Regions from separate parts of the Mus musculus genome. Here region 1 is linked to region 2. Evidence: chromatin contacts called from public HiChIP or PLAC-seq data. All regions are on one chromosome and are shown on one strand. Each heading gives the region's core, a stretch centred on a gene start, on an enhancer-like site or on the middle of the called end of the contact. The rest is flanking DNA. Distances are from core to core; before and after follow the strand shown. Region 1 has its middle 88 kb from the start of Gm40112. Region 2 overlaps Gm16160 (a long non-coding RNA gene).

Region 1 (3,767 bases), core at 1,154-3,653, 390 kb before region 2:
AGCATCTGTCCTTACTCTCCTTACTTTGGATGGAGTCTCACTGATCTGCTCCTTCTTGCTTATGTTCCCATTGAGTAGAACTCAAGGGTCTTGGAATGTTTGTGCACCTAGCATACAGAGATTGACCTCCAAGCACAGGAGCAAGGACTGAGGGAGCAAGAAATGGCCATTATTCCCAAGATACCAGATACCCAAGAGGCACCACTCTCTTTATGGATGCACAAATACAAGTGTGGCTGAAATAAGGTTTGTATCCACCTCTGCTTCGAAACTGTCATTTCACTCTCTTAAAAAAAAATACAACTTCTTTTTCTTCTTCCTCCTCCTCCTCCTCCTCTTGTTTTCTTCATCATCATCATAAATTATGATATTATCATTATAATATACTACTCTTCTTATCATTAGTACTATTTGTGCATCTGTGCAGTTGTACAATGACATTCATAAGAGGGTCAGAGAACAACTTGCTGGGATCAGTTCTCCCACCATGTGGGCTCTTGGGATCAAACTCAGGTCATCTGGTTTGGAAGCAAGTAGCTTTACTTGCTCAACCATCTGGATGGACCCATTCATTCCATCTTCTCCATTTTTCATGTGGCCAAGCCTGTGACACCATGCATTTACTGCCATGTTGCTTTTGTTATGACACATGTAGACAGTCTGTGGCCATTCTGTGACTTGAATGCATGCTAAGGTGACAGAACCATCTCAGGACTTTAGCATCGGAGAGGAGGCATCCCTCCCACCACAGCACAGTCCCCAAAGGAGCCAGCGCCTCTGATGTTTCTCTCCACCTTTAGCTATCAGTGGCCAAATAGGTAACTCGATAGATCATGGACCAACTCAGAATTACACGTCTTCAAGATTCTAGAAGATTCCTTCTGTAAAAATGAGTCTTCTCACTCTCCTGATTCCAGGAAGTCTCCTTTATAATGGCCACCCCTTACCCAGGTGAAGGCACCCATAGCTCTCCCTTGGGACTTAGCCCCAGTTGGGGAGAGAAGGATGCATACTCCCAAAGCAGCCTGCTATTAACAAATACTAAGGGGCACTGAAGCCATGTAACTCAAAGATAACCTCTATTAAAAAAATTCCCCTGAGCGTCTGGACGTGTGTCACTATCATGCTATGTATTTGATTAAAAGATTTTCCCACTTATCACCCAGATGTTTAAGGTCAGAAAGACTCACCCACGTCTGCTTAAGTAGCAAGCTATTCCCCCTCTCAGCATCCAGAGGCAAATGAGAACAAGGCCCAACCCAGAGAAATTAACTGGCAGTGATGATGGCGGCACAGATCTAAGGCACAGATCTGGGGGTTGTTTGTAATCCACAAGTGTTCAAGGTGAATCAGGGCAGAAAAGCTAAATAAAGGGATGTGAACGTTAAAAAAGGCAACTGCGTGATGCTATCCAGGAACCATCTAAGGAAAAACTCCAGCGAGACAGATTGAGAATTTTAAAACAACACCCTCCATGCCGACTACCCCGTGACATCTGTTAACACAAGACACAGAGCCATTTCCTGGAAAGTTTTTTTTCGTGTTTATAAGGGTGAGACCCTCTTGATGTTTTTGTGACTTTAATTAAAGAGCTGAGGGATGGAACTGCATCCCAGGCATGTCCCAGGAGGGAACTGGTTGTACACAATGCCTCACATTCAAACAGAAAGAGAATAAAACCAGCCAACGATCCAGGTGTCGTTGATTTTACATGGATGATAATGTATTATTCTTGCAAAAAAGGGTGGGAGGGAAGTGCTCCTCAGAGGAGACATGCTTTTGAAGGTGTTTCGTTAATATCTTTTTTTTTTACACTTTCTTTTCCTTTTTTGAGTATATTTAGCAACATCAAGCAAACCAGAACACGGGGACGGAGGAGAGGAAGACACAGAGCGGGTCTCTGTGGCGGGGAGGGGTGAGGAGGTGAGGGCAGAGGGGAGGCAGGGAGCACAGTTAAGTGGAGGCACAGAAGATGCTCTCTAACTTTTCTGTAAATTAATATGAACTAAACTTATCCTTGTCTAGCTTCAGATGAATGAGATTCAAGCTATGATGTATTTATCAGGCTCTGCACAATTACTGGGGGATTAACCCTAATCTAATCCTCTATGCTCCTCTGGCTGCTTCCCCAGCTGTGCTCCCCCAACACTTGCTGTTTGAGTCTTCCTGGGTTATTTCTGCTCCTGCAGTCTGGGGTCTTGGGGAGGCATTTTATTTGGGCTCTTGCTGCTGGTGCATCATGACTAATGGAGACCTCCTGTTCTACAACCCCCAGCCTGGTAACCCAAACTCCACCACTCTCCATTCTCCCAGTAATTGGCTCTTGCCAGTTTTTATTTAACCAATAGTTTTAAATTAGGGAGTAACGTTTGCATAATAAAGGTTGGTGTGCATGGGAGTTGTCTGGTCTTGGGACAACCAGATCTTGGGATGCAGAATTTAGCATATGAATACAAGCAGTACCAGACCAACCCCCAACACTTTTCTTCGAATCTGCCATTTTGGCATCAGAAACCTGCTTGCTGAGTTAAGGAAAAGGTCCTCAGATATTAGTGTGCCTAAGGACCATTCCAGAAACAACATTCACAGGTTTCTGGGAATGCACACGCAGAGATGCGGGTTTAGTAGGACTGGGGTGGTGGTGCTGGAAGGAGGCCATGGGCAAGCACCCGCAGTGTTCAGTGTGTCTCTGTTTTGTGAGGTCCTTTAGGTCCTGTCCACTCTAGCTCCACTTTCTCAAAAGGAGACATGGCTGGAGAGAGCTGCTGCCCAGCCACGCCGTGGAACCAGATTCCAGGAGACTTCAGTTGAGTCTCAGCTCCATCCATTTAGCTCTGTGATTTGGAATCAGAGCGTTAAATGGTAGGAGGTTCAGTTTGTTCATCCTAATTGATTGTATAACAGGAGAACCAATATAAAGCTGGAAGGCTGTGCCATGCCCGAAATCAACACAGTGGAGGCAGATTCAGGATGATCCCTGGGGCTCCTTGGTCAGCTACCATTACCTCGTTAGTGAGCTTCAGGTTCAGTGAGAGACCGTGTGTCAAAAAATAGAGCACTCAAAAGGCACTCTAGAGGCAGAGGTAGGCAGATCTTTGTGAGTTCAAACCAGCCTGGTCTACATAGCAAGTTCTAGGTCAGCCAGGGCTACATAGCCTTAGGAAAAAAAAACAGGATAGGTAGAGAATGTTTGAGGAAAACACCATGTCATCCTGTGGTCTCCACAGGTATGTGTACATGTGTATGTGCATGCCTGCATACATGAGCACACACGTGGACAAGTATTCATACAATCTAAAAACAGAAACATATGATTGTCTGGACATGGTGGCTTGTAGCTGCTACCCCCTGACTCAGCAGAGTGGGCAGGAGGTGGCCGACTTGAGCTATGCTACAGAAGTCTATCTCAAAAACAGAATCCAAAATACTTTATTAAGTAAAACAACGAAGAGAAAAGTCTCAGAAGTCCTCTTGGATTCTGTAAAGCACAGAAATAGTTACCAAACTCCTGTTGTCATTCTCTGTGCTAGGTGTTGAATTTGTAGCTCAAGAGACAATAACAGAAAGGTATGGCAACCCTCAAGGCTGCCAAGAAGGCTCCAGTGGCTACTGAGAGGCCAAGAGAGGCGAGCTGAGCATTCATGTCAGTGGTAAATGTTGGAGGAGAAGATCTTAACCCCACAGCTTGCTTCTGCTTTCAGGCTATTAGCTGTGAATCATGTGCTTAGGATGAGTTCTGTGTATTTTTACACTTGAGATATCTTAAT
Region 2 (3,698 bases), core at 681-3,180:
CTGTAACCCCAGCTCCAGGGGATCTGATGCCCTCTTCTGGCCTCTGAGGGTATCTGTGAAAGTATGGCAGGCATCCTCAGAAACACAGACACAGAAACATTTTTTTTTCAATCTTTCTTAATAAAATGAAGACTTCAGAAAGAAGACATTTGCTACATGGGATCAACAGAAGATCCAACACTGCAGAAGGTTTGGAGACTAAGCAACCGGGATTATCTATAATGAAACAAGAAGGGAGAGAGGAAAAACAAAGGGTAAATGGAGCATCTTCCTTTGGCTCTCTAGAAGCTCAGCTTCGCACACTTATGCCTCCCGGGGCTTTATTGCCCTGTCTAATCTTCCCTAGAGTGTTCTGAACACTCACAAATGCACCTGAAGGACCACCTTAATATGTTTCTACCAGTCTCATCTTCTCTGTCAGTCTAGGCTGGTTTCGATGGCTGTACTTTCCCTTCTTGGGATTCCTGTTCTCCATCTTTTTTACAAGTTGGGTTATTTCTCACAGAATTCTGTCCGTTGTACACTTGCCTTGTTGGATGCTGGGAATTTGTACAATGTTCCATACATATTCTGGAACTGTTATGAAATATAAATGCGGTATAATGCAGCGGGAGTAAGAAAATACCTGGCCAGTCCATGCAAAAGGTGTCCCCCTGAGAAATCACGCTATGCAACAGGCCTAGTATAAAAGGGAGGTTTACCATGGGAAGGGAAAGGAAGGGGAGGAGAGGGGAGGAGAGGGGAGGAAAGGGAAGGGAGTGGGGACTTGGAAAAGGTATAGAGGCAGAGAAAGCAAGGGCAGGACAGAAAAGGACAGAAGGGGGGGGAGGCAGGAACACATGGGAACAGAGAGAGTGTGTGTGGTAGAAGTGGGGCTGACATATAGAGCAGTTCTCTATATTTGCTGTGGTAGGTTCCTAGGAGGAACATAGTGGAATGGTCTGTAAGCAGACAAGAACTTTGTTCTATGATTAAAAGTACTGGGATAGTGTGACACTTCCAGGTTTTTGAAGCCTTCTCTAGAACAAGCAGGGAAGCATTTAATTCAGAGCCTTTTTTTTTTTTTTTTTTTTTTTTGGCCCACCATCAAGGCCAGACTTTTCTCATCACCTTTCCACTGCCCTACATATGCTAAGGCTTTACAGCCTTTCTATGCACAGATTATCCACTCCCCTGTTGAGTTCTATGCATTGCTGCCTCTCAGCCATTTGGAGGGCATTTTCCTCTTACACCTGCACTGAACACTTTGGGTTGGGTGGAATATCTTAGGGAGCCCTGGAGACCCTTAGGCAATCCTTCCTTGCAGCCATCTCACCTGACACTCTGCTCTATAGTCCTGGCCCTGCCTCCTCAGCGTAAAGAGCACTGGACTGTTTAGCATCCCACTTCCTGCAACTCAGGCCAAGAGCTAAGCCATGGGTTCTCACCCTGTGGGTCTCGACCCTTCATGGGCGTGGCGTTCTTCATGACCTTTTTACAGGGATCACCTAAGACCATCAGAAAATATGGGTGTTTATGTTATGTTTTATAACAGTAACAAAATTAGAATGAAAATAATTTTATGATTGTGGGTCACCACAGCATGAGGAACAACATATTTATTAAAAGGTCACAGCATTAGGAAGGTTGAGAACCACTGCTTTAGGCAGAAAGCTGGAGAAATGGTTGAGATTGCCTGCTTGCTTCCTGTCTCTCAGAGATGGCTGTCTGCTGCTGTCTCACACCTGGTTTCTTGGTTCCCTCTTGTTGAGTAATGTTTTGTCCCGAGAAATGCAGATAAGAGGCTTTGTTGTGGTTCCTGTAGGAGGAGGATCTTGTGAGACAGGACGGGATAGGCTAGTTTGAATAATTCCAGCAGACTCCAGGATAAGGGCTATCTCTGCTTGTCTGGCCCTTGGCCCTGAGGTGCTTACAGTAGACAATAGAGGTCCAGAGAAAATGAGCTCCATGGGAACCGGAGAAGGAGGCAGAGGGCCACAGGTGTCAAGACATCAGAGTACAGACTTTGCAGCGGTGGGTGTGGCTAGAGGCCAGAGAGATGGCTCAGCAGAGGAACTGAGTTTAGTTCCCTGCATCCATAGGACAGCATGCAACTCTAGCTCCAGGGTTTCTGAGGCATCTGTGGTAAACAGACATGCAGATAGTGCACAAACATACATGCAGGCAAAATAGCCATACACACACACACACACACACACACACACACACACACAAAACAAAACAAAACAAAACCAAAAAACAAAAACAAACAAAAAACAGTAAAGAGAGAGAGAAAGACCAGGTGGTGGTGGCACATACCTTCAATTCTAGCACTTGGGAGTCAGAAGCAGGCAGATCTCTGAGTTCAAGGTCACCTTGGTCTGTAAAGTGAGTTCTAGGACTACACGGAGAAACCCTGTCAAAACAAACAAACAAAACAAGAGAGAGAGAGAGAGAGAGAGAGAGAGAGAGAGAGAGAACTGATATTAAGATATTAATACCAACCTTGTTTGCTCAGATGGCTGTGCTATCCTACTGTGTTCAGATTTGGCCTACCTCACCTCCCACACATTATCTGTCAGGGGAAGGATGGACCTGCTGGGTGGGTGGGGGGGGGGGGGCTGGAAGTCGAGGCCTTCTTTCCATGTCAGAGTCTCCTACACAGCAGGAGTCTGAGCTGGGCTAATAGTTCCAGAGGTTAGTCTCACCCTTGGAAAATAAGGCCACTGGCTGTTAATCCAAATAATTAGCTTAACACTACATGTGGTGAGTTATTCAAGTTTTTCCTCATAAATACTTAGCAGACATGGATGCTTTCACTGATTGAAAATCAACATTAAAGAAGAAAGCCCCCACCCCCACCCCACCCCCACCCCCGTGCCCCACAAAGTATCCAGAGCCTAGCTCAGTGCTGCCTGTGATTGGCTCATGAACATAACCTCCTTCACTGTCCAGACAACTGGAATCGTTTGGGAAATACCTAGCATCCTCAGAACACGTTCACCGGTTGGTGTCTTTGTTGGGCCCTCTGTCGTGGGCCTGACTCCTACTCTTCAGTGATAACAAAGCTGGCCAAGCTCAGGGGTTGCCTGTCGACCTGGAAGGCTCTGCCTCTGAGATTGCATATCTACACACCTGGCATCAGGTTCCCTCCCTGCGACTGAGAGCCTATTGGCCTGCCTGCCTAGACTTGCAGAGAATCATCCAGGCATCCAAAGGGCTGGCCCCTCTGTCGAGGTTAGTCTGTTTGGTCCACAGATCGTGACTGTTAAGGCAGCCACGGCCCTGATGAAGTATATACTTGTCCACAGACTACACATTGTTAAAGTAACCATGGAAACACACCACTGGGTGTGTCGGTGAGACTGATTCCAGAAACATTTACATGAAGAGGGAAGAGTCAGCCCTACTGGGGTGGCACCATTGATGAGACAAAGGAAAAAGGACACAGGTGTTCATCTTTCTCCATTTCCTGGTTATGGAAGAAATGTGATCGGCTGCCTCAATCTCCTGCCACGTGACTTCCTCAGCAGGATGGACTGCACCCTCAGCCTAGGAACCGAGATAACCTCTATGTATCTTGCCATCGATGAGAAAAGCGACAGAAACAGCAGGACGTAACTCAGTGGTAGAACACTTGTCCCTGTTCGAGGCCCAGCATGGAAGAAAGAAATCCTTAGACGTGAAAGGGACCATAGAGCACAGCGTTGGGGTCCTTA

What was found. HiChIP or PLAC-seq counts read pairs in DNA pulled down with a chosen protein or histone mark.
Region 1: an H3K27ac HiChIP or PLAC-seq map of embryonic stem cells shows a contact between it and region 2, with 2.1 times the contacts expected there. The contact joins two enhancer-like sites. A contact is called at or near these places in 2 of 39 promoter capture datasets (liver and pre-B cells), 1 of 115 datasets of contacts at active chromatin or transcription factors (embryonic stem cells) and 2 of 9 other capture datasets (adipose tissue and embryonic stem cells).

The regions. Positions count from the first base shown.
Region 1 is chr3:102,604,122-102,607,888 of GRCm38.p6, reverse strand. No RefSeq gene overlaps it. Among named protein-coding and RNA genes, the nearest start is that of Gm40112, 88 kb to the left of the region's middle. Within about 2 kb of position 2,403, at least 4 of the 459 cell types and tissues checked have an H3K27ac peak or open chromatin away from gene starts, as enhancers often do. A contact at or near this core is called in embryonic stem cells, where this site is marked.
Region 2 is chr3:102,212,678-102,216,375 of GRCm38.p6, reverse strand. The region is part of intron 2 of Gm16160 (a long non-coding RNA gene); the gene reads right to left. Among named protein-coding and RNA genes, the nearest start is that of Vangl1, 9.8 kb to the right of the region's middle. Within about 2 kb of position 1,930, at least 16 of the 459 cell types and tissues checked have an H3K27ac peak or open chromatin away from gene starts, as enhancers often do. A contact at or near this core is called in embryonic stem cells, where this site is marked.